2 separate regions of the Mus musculus genome follow, and region 2 is linked to region 1. Evidence: chromatin contacts called from public HiChIP or PLAC-seq data. All regions are on one chromosome and are shown on one strand. Each heading gives the region's core, a stretch centred on a gene start, on an enhancer-like site or on the middle of the called end of the contact. The rest is flanking DNA. Distances are from core to core; before and after follow the strand shown.

Region 1 (5,312 bases), core at 1,470-3,969:
AGGGAACAGTGGTGAGAAGTAGGGGTGATTTCAACCACAAAGGGGTCCTGGGACCTTGTCTCCATCCCTGAGCTACCAAGTGAGCTTTAGGCTTAAATGGAGGACGTGCTGGGTCAAGAGACACATGCAGAATTCTTCAGTCCTGCCCGACACGTGGCCTGGTTGAACTTGTCTAAGTACTGGTCCTTCTAGGTGGCATGAAGAAGCCCTTGTAGCTTGAGGGGACAGCTGGTCACTTTTCAGGAGATGGTTTCTCCTGCTTTAGGGTACAGGCCTGTCATCATGGATAACTGCCCTGCTATGAGAGTGATCTGTCCTGTGAGACTTGGCTGTTCCTAGAATCCAAGGTGATTTCAAGTTTAGGGCTATGATTTATCTCTGTCCTCTCAGCCCTGAAGGGGTCATGTAGACAGACACTCCTTGAACGATTAACTCGCCTGAATAGAGTCAAGCAGGAGTCTGACCCAAAGCAAAGGAGAAAGACAAATGAAGGCAGAGATGCCAGGCTTTTGAACCGTGCCTTATGGGTATAAGCAGGGAGTCTGCTTTTGAGCAAAAGCAGCTTCTTTTTTTTTTTTTTTAGATTTATTTATTTATTTATTATATGTAAGTACACTGTAGCTGTCTTCAGACGCACCAGAAGAGGGCATCAGATCTCATTACAGGTGGTTGTGAGCCACCATGTGGTTGCTGGGATTTGAACTTCGGACCTTCGGAAGAGCAGTCGGGTGCTCTTACCCACTGAGCCATCTCACCAGCCCCCAAAAGCAGCTTCTAAATGTATGTTACGTGTCTACTGTCTGCAGTGGAATTATATTCCAAAGGGCTCCAGCCCTGTGGTGTGGTACTGACTGTGGCCTTCCTGGCTCTCAGGAAGCCTAGGCAATGGCCCAGTTCTGTACCAGGCAAAGAGCCCGACAGACCCAAAAACCTTTCCAGAAGCCGCCTGCTGGGAGTCACCAGGTCCCGATGATTTAATAATGGAGCAAATGAAAGCTAGGTTCCCTAGGGAGATGGCTGAGCTAATCTGAAACAGGGCTGAGGAAGTTGACCTGGTTTGGGCTGGTTATGTGGGGCTGGCCTTCAGGGACTGCTCCTTCAAGGGAGGAGATCAGTAAGGTTTGGAGTGGTTAAGTGGGGGAGGTCTGGGTGTTGCCTGCACTTCCAGGCTAGGCGAGGATGAGGGGGAAGGCTGTCAGAGGTGGGTGGGGCAGCTTTCCTGTCCTTGGGTGTGGTCCCCACGGGAGGTAGCCTAAGTTACTGAAGCTTTGTCTTCCCCAATCTGCCTTCAGATCCTCGGGACCCAGTGGGCATGGTCAGAAGTTTATGTTTGTGGTTAGCATTTTAAACATGGATGCTCTCGCTTTGTTGATTTGCTGGGAATGGGGGAGGGTAGGACAAAGACAGACAAACCAATGTCTCACCTTTCACTCTCTGGATCCAGAGCATGCTGTGCTGGTCATGCTTGCCCATTACAGCTGGTATAGTCCATGGCCGGCCAAACACCTGCAAGACTTGAGGTCCTCTTGCCTTAGGATACAGCCCACCCTGCTCAGGGCCAGTTGAGGGCGGTCATACACTGCACCCCAGGATACTGACAACCTCTCAGTGTTCCCTTTTGCATGGGACACTCATGGTTCTAGGATGTTTTCTACTGACTGGGGTCTATGCCTTTCTGTCCAGCGCTAATGTAAAAAGAAAGCTCTTATCTGTCTACCTGGAGGGATGCTCAAATGTTACTTCCTGCCAGTGTCTCCTCTGGCCCCATCCTGAAGCTCACAGCCTGGACCTGAGCATCCCCAAGGCAAGTTCATCCACTATTAAACTATCATAATTGGGTGTGGGGGCAAGTGCTGTAGCGTGTCCTGTGGTGCTCAGAGGACGACTTGTAGAGTCAGCTCTCTCCTTCCACCTTAAGGTGGGGTCCAAAGATGAAACTCAGGTTGCCAGGTTTGCATAGCAAGTGCCTTTGCCTGATGAGCCATTTCACCAGCTCCTTCCTGGTGTCCTTGGTTTTCATCCCAGAGAAACCCTCTCTGTCCCTACAGCACACAATGATCACTGTCCATGCCGGCCGGCCTCAGGAGAGTCCTAATGATGTCACCCTGCATGGCTCCCTCCCTAACACCGTTCCTCCCATGATGGCCTTGATTACATCCGGTATCTATCTCTTTCTTCCTCCCAGCCCAGCACACTGGCTCCTGGTGACTGAGACCTATTTGTCATTAGCTGTTTCTCCAGGTCTGCACATAGCAGGGCTCAGTGAGACTCTTTGGAGTGAATGAGGGTGAAGGCAGATGCTTCCAGCATCCCAAACTCTTTCCTTAGAATGTTCTGGACTTGTTTTCTGCCCCCGGGTACCATCACTTCCTGTCCTCTGTTCAGGAGGCTTTCTCCACAGCAGAAGACCAGAGGCAGCTGCCCTCCCCCCAGCCCTCCCTCCCTCCCTCCCAGTGACATTTTCTGGCTCCTTCCTGAGCTCCTAATAACAGCCACATTTTAGAGGTTGGAGGAGACTAGACAACTGGGTAAATCGCAGTTTTTTAAAAATGGGCCAAACATGGATTTACACAATAGCCTGTGACAAACGTGTCTTCAGGGGACGAGCTGGCAGCAAACATCCATTTTTCCAAAGGGCGTCACAGCCCTGGGAGAAATAATGAGGCCTGTTTAAGAGTCTGATCACTCCCCAGTGCTGACAGGCTGGGGAGCGAGAACTGCCTGCCTGTGCTTCTGTGCGCCCTGCAGTTCTATTCTTGGGCCCAGATAAGCATCCTGCTCCCAGGGGTGGCCTGGCTTGTCCAGCTTCTCTCCTCCTGCCTCCTGCCTCCCTCCTGCCCATACATTAGCTTAGGGAGTGTAGGGGACTAGAAGCTCCTGGGAGCCTAAGGCCCCAGGCGTTCCAGATAACCAACGAACCCTTTTGTTTTCCTGCCCCTGTGCTGGAGCCTGTAGCAGAGGGCCAGTGGAGCTACTAGCCATTACTTTGAGTCTTTGTGCACATCTAGGGTTTTTTTTTTTTTTTTTTTTTTTTTTTAGTTCCTTTCTTCTCTCCACCTGACTCTGGGTCCATTTTCTCTGCCTCTGTCATGGACTAGAAGAGAATGTGAGCCCTGTGCAGGCACCCGAGTATCCATCCTCCTGAGATGGTTTATCCCATTGTCAAATTGGCTAGCTTAGGAGTCACACCTCCACCCCACTTCCACCCGTATCTATGAGGGCATTTCCAGAGAGGTTAATTAAGGAGAGACGACTTATTCTGAAGTTGAGCTACAGCATCCTGTGGGGTGGGGTCCTACAGTGAATAAAAAAAAAATGTGGAGCCTGAGAAAGAGAGGTGCATTGTGGGCCAAAGACACTAACACCGGCTCCCTTGAGGAAGCCCAGTTGTTTGAATGACAAACTGGAAGAACAGGACATCCAGGAGGGAGGGACAGCCACAGTTCACTGGGCTCAGACCTGCAGCCTTTAGGTTGGAATTCTCCAGAAGGTTGTCCAGGTATTCTGGGGCAGCCCTCTCTGCCTCAGGCAGATCTGCCTTCAGGGACAAGGGAGGACGGCTCCTTGATAGGAGTGGGGAATGGGAAGGAGCAGAAGTGCCTGGGGCTCCTGCTCACTAGGTTTTGAGGCCCAGGTAAGCTGGAGGCACATCTGCAATGAGGGGACCAGGACTTCCCTTGCAGCCCTGATAAAGTCATTAGACTACAGCCCACTCAGGGATCAACCCTGCTGGCCACCAGTCATCAGCCCAGGACTGTAGGGCCATGCCTGAGAGTCTCCTGTTGAATAGGATTCTGGGAAAGAAAAGCTCTTCTCTCTTCTATGACCCCCACAAAGGTCGCCATCAGTTCAGTGTTGGGACCCCAGGATGATTGGGAGAGTCAAATGTCCACCTCGATGGAGCCACACCCCATCTCTACTACTACTACGTAGCTCAGCTCCTACACATGGATTTCTGGCTGTGAAGAGGGTGTTTCCAACAACTGAGGAGAGTTGGAGACTTGGGATCTCAGTGGACTGTCATTGCCCCACCCCGTCAACACTCCTTCCCATGCAGTAGGGACGGACCACGGACACTTCAGTAGGCTCCTACTCTGGTGAGCTGCACCTGGCTGATGGGAAAGGTGTCTTGTACTGAGTTGATGAGGAAGGGGTGCGTCTTGCTGGCTGTGGCAGCAGGGCTGGCATCCTTCTGTATGGAAAGCTCCAAGAAAGATAAGAAAGGCTCGTCAACCTCTCCCCTGTCAGCAGCCCACAGGAAACACCACAGACTCACACTCCACTCAAACACTCCCTCTTTATCTCAATGAAGACCCTGGTTTCATGTCTCTTTTTCTTCCATTTCTCTTGACCCTGCTATTGCTGGCATACAGAATACCAGTGTGAGAATACGGGTGAGCAGGAAACACATCGTTCTTAAAAGGTTTGGTGAAGCTTCATTGTGCCTCTTAGGGCCTCGATTGTGATGAAGAAGGCGGGAGGCAACAGGACCTTGCTGAGCTGGAGGAGGAATGAACGAGGTGGGCAGAGCTAGTGAAGGGCACTGGCTAGGGGAGGTCCTCTGGGTCTTCAGACTCGGGTAGGGACAGGAAAGGGTGGTGACAAAAACTCAGACAGATCTGCCGTTAGGCTAAGAGCTGGCACTGTGAAGGGGCTCTGCCTGGGCTCTGTCATACACTTGACCCCATGGGTGACATTCCACAGGGCTAGAGAGGACAACTTGACCAGACTGTAGCCCCCTATAGACCTTATGCTGGGATCCAATAGCTTTGTAGCTCTGAGCTGCCTTTTAGAGCCACTTGACCCTTCCAGCTAGGTCTGAAGAGACCTGAGGGCAGATGCTTTCCTCAGTACCTGCAACTCAGGCCAGGGCGTCACTGAGGGGCAGTGTTTGCAGTGAAGTCACTGAGCCCACCTGCCACATGGAGTATTGTGTTACCTGAAATCAAGTCTCTGTCTCTCTGCCTCTGTCTCTCTCTCCCTCCCTCCCTTCCTCTCTCCCACCACTTTTTCTCCTGCCCTCCCTCTCCTAAAAGTGCATGCATTTGGCTCCTACTTGGCCCCAGCATAGAGACCACTCAGAGAGACCCAGTGGCTCTCCCAAGGGCTCACAACAATGTCATGATCACAATCCCTGTACTTAAGCTTCAGTTAGCTGGGTATACTGAGCCCAGGTGGCCTTAGTTAGGGAGACCAAGGTGGGAGTAAGGGTCTTTCCATCCCACTGGCTCAAGTGCAGTTACTACAGTGGCTAGCTCAGAGGTTCCACTCCCGTGGGGAGTCTCCTCTGGTCACTTCCCTCCTGGGAGAAC
Region 2 (5,312 bases), core at 1,833-4,332, 680 kb after region 1:
GGCTGCACACGCCCTCCTGGTTTAAAGAGAAGATGAGGATTCCAGACCCTGCACATGGTAGGGCTGTGCCCGCTTGTCTTCTCGTTTTTTTTCCTGTGTGTGTGCGCGCGCGCGGGCGTGCACTCTTCTCCAGGATGGCCTGGGGTGACGGTGTCACATTTCTGGCTTCTACCCCCATCCATTCAGGCTCCTCCCAGTTCAGAAGGGAAAGCGGGTGTCTAGGTCACACAGAGGCCAGGGCAGAATCAAATCAGGTCCAGACTGCCTGGGGATTATCACTGTCACCACCCAGAGGCCTCTGGCCAGCCACACATCTGCAGAGACAGGATGAACCCCCACCCCCAGCCCCCAGCCTGGGAGGTCCCTCTGCAGGGGAGGCCTGTGGGAAGGGAGGCCTGCCTCCCCGTCCTGGTTTCCTATCTTCCTGCTTGTTACACTTTCTCTGAGCTCTCAGAGAGAACCAGAGCCAGGGTTCTACCTGGGAAAGGGACCTGTAGTCACCACCCCCCTCACAGCTCAGCCCAATGCCTGAGGCAGTAGTCAGAGGACAGGCAGGCTGATGTCGAGCACTTTGCTCCAGGTGTTCAACATGTGTGCGAGCATTTCAGCTCTGAGAACACACTGTGGTGCTATTTGTTCTTATAAAGATAGGGAAACTGAGCCCTGGTGAGCTTAGGTGTGCTCTCCTCTCCCACCCATCTCCTTCCTTCCTCCTCCCGGGCCCAGGGTGGAGGAGAGGAGGGGGGTGAAGGAAGTCATAGGCCTCACGTATATATGTCTCTCTAGCATGGAGGGCCAGCTAGGGCACACATTCCCTTGAGCACAAGGCTCTAGAAAGGAGCAAGTCAGAACCAGCCTTGGGCCTCAGACCTCAATGCCGGCCAGCAACCCCCCCCCCCCCCAAACAGGTCAATCCCCAAGAGCATTGTCAGCTCAGCTGTGTGCAGAGGGGGCACGGGAGGGAAGACCTGGCCCAGGGCTCTGGAGGAGCACGAGGTGCAAAGGGGAATCCGTGTTCCTGAGAGAAAAGCCAGAAACTGGATAAGCCTTGGGGGCCAGAGTTCAGAGGGACTGGGGACCTAGGCAGCTTCAGCCACACGGGCCAGGTGAGAAGGTCTGGAGCATGCTCAAACCACACCGGCTCTGAAACCATTCGGACAGCACCAGGGAGCCAAAGAGGGTTTTCAGCAAGGGGCAGATGCACATTTGGGACGGTGCTCTGTGACGTTTGCAGACCAGTTGGCAGGGACAGGCGGCGGGCAGACTGCAGGGACTTTAAGAGATGGAGTTGCCCGAAGAGGACAGTGGCTACAGGAAAGAACCGGCTGGTTCTAGATGAAGAGGAGAGCTGGGGCCTAAGTGTGCTCTGGAGGTGAGTGTGGACCTCGCCAGTGGAGGTTTGGGTTCTGGGACCGATCAGGAGTCCCAGGCAGCTGAGAGTGAAGCTTGTGCCCTGGGCTTGTGGTCTCAGTTGTGGGAGGGACACCCGGAAGACAGGGGATCCACACACCCGCCCGGGCGGCGGGCGAGTGAGTAGGAAGTCAACACAGGCAGATGCCTCAGGCGTCAGCCCTGGAGAGCAGAGGGAACGGGAGGGCTCAGCGTCTGTGGGGCAGGGGTGCCTTCTCCAGATCCACTTGGGAGGCTCTGCGGCCGGGGGATGCCGGTCTCCGGGGCCAGAGGGGCGAGGGCCGCGCGCGCAGCCGGCTCTCATTAGTACGGGCCGCGGGCTAATCAATCCCAGGCGGGGGCTCCCGGGCCGAGTCCGCATCATGGAAACTGGCCGCGCGCCCGGCGGAGCGAGCGGGGCCGTCGGCGGGGCCGGCCGGGCGCCTCTCCGTCGAGGGCGCGGGCGGAGGCGGGTCGCGGGGTCCGGGGCGGGGCTCAGCCATCCCGCGCCCTTCCTGCAGCCGGCCCGGGGCGCAGCGGGGGTGCAGGGGTCCGGGCCGGGTCTGCAGGGCCTCGGGCCGGGGTCGCTCCGTGCTAGGCCCGGGACGGGCGCCGCTGCCGCTTCTCTCCGGGACACCGGGGACCGAGACCGGACGCCCGGACCCCGCTGCCCGCGGCCTCCCGGCGCCGGGACCAGGGCACAAGGCCTCCTGGAGCGGCTCCAGCGTGCGGCCCCGACCCCGGGGCGGTGCTGTTCTGGCCCGGACGCGGCCCACGGAGGCCTCGGGCGGAGGAGGCTGGAAAAGAGGCCAGGCGGCGGGAAAGGGGGATGATTCATCCCCGGGAGCCCGAATCGGAAACACCGCAATCTGGGAACAGCCTTGCCTGGGCCGGCGAGCGATCCAGGAGGAGAGTCCGTCCGGCGAGGACCTGCGTCCAGCACTGGCAGTCCCCTGCCTCCAGCCCCGGCTCTAGCCCGGCCGTGGGGGGAGGGGGAGGCCTCTTCTGGAGGAGTGGAGAAGAATCCTGGACAAAGTCCGCCGTTGCCTCCTCTGCTCTGACTGGCTGGTCTCGGCCAGAGCGGTTTTTCCCAGAGTCTAGCTCAAGTCTCTCCTGCTGCAGCTCCAGTGCCGGCTGAGGAAGTCTGCAAGGAGGGGGCGAGCAAGGAGAAGCCGGAGTCAGAGACACCTCCGCCGGCCCTCGCTGCGGTATGTAAAGCGCAGTAAGGGGGAGGTGGGGCGCGCGCGCGCGAGCCCCGCAGCCCCGGGCGATCCGAGTACCCCCTCCCCTGGTTACTTCGGGGCGGCCACGTGCGGGGGGTGGGGTCGAGCTCGGGAGGTACTTACCCCGGCCGCGATCGCAAGGGGGGCCCGCGCGGGTGGGCGGGCGGGCGGGCGAGCAGAGCGCGCGCAGGCTGCAGGAGCCCCGCAGCCCCGGCTGCACCCGAGCCCCGCAGCCCCCTCCCTGCGCACCGCCCGCGGGCCCGGCCAACGCTGGCTCCCAGCTCCGCTGCGGAAAACCCGAGCGGGGGCGGCTCCCTGCCTTGCGGCCCCGGGAAAATCCGGGGGTGGCCGCCAGGGATCTCCAAGCGGCCGGCCGAGGCGGCCCCGCGCATCCCTCCCCCGGAGCCCGGCCCGTCGGGTCAGTGTCTGCCTCTCTGCTCTTCCCCGCAGAGCGCCCGGACGACCGCGCGATGACGGCCGGGAGCCCCGGAGACGGCGGCGCGCGCAGGAGCCCCGAGGGCCGCGTTTCGCGCCTGGGCCGCCGCTTGGGCCGGCGGAGGCGGCCGCGCTCCCCGCCAGAGCCGCTGCGGGTGCGGGCTCGGCTGCGGCTGCGTTCGCCGTCGGGGGCGTTCGCGGCGCTGGGCGCGCTCGTGGTGCTGGTGGGCATGGGCATCGCCGTGGCCGGCTACTGGCCCGGCCGCGCCTCCCACACCCACGCCCCGAGGACCGGCCGCGCGCACGGGCCGCACGAGCGCCTGCGGCTGCTGGGACCGGTAATCATGGGCGTCGGCCTGTTCGTGTTCATCTGTGCCAACACATTGCTCTACGAGAACCGCGACCTGGAGACCCGGCGTCTCCGCCGGGGCATGCTGAGGGCTCAGGCGCTGCGGCCGCCCGACGGCCCAGGCTGGGACGCGCTGCTGCCCAGTCCCGCGCATGGGTCCCCGGGCGCCGTCGCGGAACCCGAAACTTGGGACCTGGCCCCGAGGAGGGGCCCCTCGCCCGTCCCGTCGGTGCGCAGCCTGCGCTCTGAACCTGCCAACCCTCGATCGGGGCTGCCTGCCCTGCTCCACAGCTACCCGTTGAAGGGCCCGGGGCTGCCACCACCCTGGGGTCCTCGGACTCAGACTGGACACGTGATCATCACGGTGCAGCCCTCTGGTTCCTGCATCGAGCACTCCAAGTCTCTGGACCTGGGCCTAGGGGAGCTTCTTCTGGGGGCGCCAGCAACTCGGGACTGTGCCCACCGAAGCTGGCCACGGCTGGACCGACTCAGTTTGGGGGGCTATGCCAAATTAGGCGGAGATTTGGGGGCCCGGGTCTGAGGTTCAAGGTATAACCTGCTGTGAGGCTACCAGTGTGGACCATGGGACTGGGACACCAGAAGTCCAGTGCCCAATAGCTGCTCCAGTCACCTCCGAGGCTAGGATGGATATTGTGGTGGCAGCAGCCGCCAAGGCTGCTGACCTGCATGTGTAGCAGTGCCAGCTGCACCGAACGAGCTCCAGGGGCATGTGTTAATGTGGACACCAGCATGATTCAGCCTCAGGAATTTCTTCAGCCCATGTGGCCTTAGCCCAGGACCGGCACCTGAAGGGCTGCAGGGTAGGCCAAGAGCACCGTGAGATGCACAGGGTTCCTTGGCAAACAACAGTGGTAGGTTGGGATGTCCCAGGCTGGGACAGGCTCCGTCTAAGTTGGTAGTCCTGGTGGAAATGGGACCACCGGGGGAAGGTGGGCGATGAGGTGGAATGAGACCCTCTGCAGCTGTCTGGGGCAGTGACCGCAACTCTAACTGCCACCACCTCAGGTCTGTTCTTCCTTCAGTCAAGTGGCTCTGTCCCGGCAGGGCTAACTACTGCCAAAGCCCTGACCCTGGGATCGGACTGCTCCCCTGGAGACAGGTCGGTCTGACCTGTGTGCAAAGCCTCCCCCAGCTGGCAGAGGCACCCTCCAGTTCTCAGCACTTCCTTCCCACTGCACCCTAGCCCAGTGTGGGTAGCTCACTGCACTCGGCGGCGGCGGCAGCTTCCCTTCCCAGGTATTAAATTAATTTTCCCATGCTTTTGTTAGAAGAGAACTTTAAAAGTGGATCAATCCTCACAGTCAGGCTTTTTTTTTTTTTTTTAAAGTTTATTGAAAAATGCCATACAAGAAGCAAGACCAAACACCTAAACACTACAGCCACATCTGTCACTACGAAAGGCGCAGACAGCAGGCCCAGTTACTGCCTATCTCACCTAGGGGGTTTTCGGTTGGACTCTGCCGGCATAGTTCCTATTTTGTCAAATGTAAACAACTACTTGATACGATTCATAATTTTTAAAAAATTTACAAAGCTCCTTCATTTTTGTCATGAAAATAATATATCTGAGAGAGATTTGTAAAAACAACCAGCCTAGGGCTGATATTTCCCATGAGCGAGCACTGGGGGTGCTGGCTAGGCCATAGCTACAGCTCCATTTCTCAGAATGGGCCAGGGCCCTCAGACCCCAGAATACATCCCCGGAATACATTGCTGGCCTGGGGGGAAGGGCCCCCGGAGTCAGCCTCCTTGGGAATATAGGGCTTGATTGTGGGTGGGTGGCAGAGATCTCATGTGGTTTGAAGGAAATCTACTTCTGAAGTAAAAATAAAACTGCAGTTGGGACTGTTACTGTGGTGTGCCTGAGTCACTTTGGGGAAAGTCCTGCCAAGTCT

The links. HiChIP or PLAC-seq counts read pairs in DNA pulled down with a chosen protein or histone mark.
Region 2: an H3K4me3 HiChIP or PLAC-seq map of forebrain shows a contact between it and region 1, with 3 times the contacts expected there. The contact joins the promoter of Tmem200b here to the enhancer-like site in region 1. A contact is called at or near these places in 1 of 39 promoter capture datasets (hippocampal neurons) and 4 of 115 datasets of contacts at active chromatin or transcription factors (embryonic hindbrain, embryonic limb bud, embryonic stem cells and 1 more).

Annotation. Positions count from the first base shown.
Region 1 is chr4:131,241,457-131,246,768 of GRCm38.p6, forward strand. No RefSeq gene overlaps it. Among named protein-coding and RNA genes, the nearest start is that of Gm25261, 4.8 kb to the left of the region's middle. Within about 2 kb of position 2,720, at least 56 of the 459 cell types and tissues checked have an H3K27ac peak or open chromatin away from gene starts, as enhancers often do. A contact at or near this core is called in forebrain, where this site is marked.
Region 2 is chr4:131,918,689-131,924,000 of GRCm38.p6, forward strand. It overlaps Tmem200b (transmembrane protein 200B), which reads left to right and starts at 3,083. Exons shown (of 1, transcript NM_001201367.1): 1 at 3,083-4,452. The coding sequence starts at 3,083. The coding sequence ends at 3,937. Epb41 (erythrocyte membrane protein band 4.1) reads right to left here. Exons shown (of 21, transcript NM_183428.3): 21 at 4,741-5,312. It overlaps Gm12992 (predicted gene 12992), which reads right to left and starts at 1,341. Exons shown (of 5, transcript NR_102393.1): 1 at 1,080-1,341.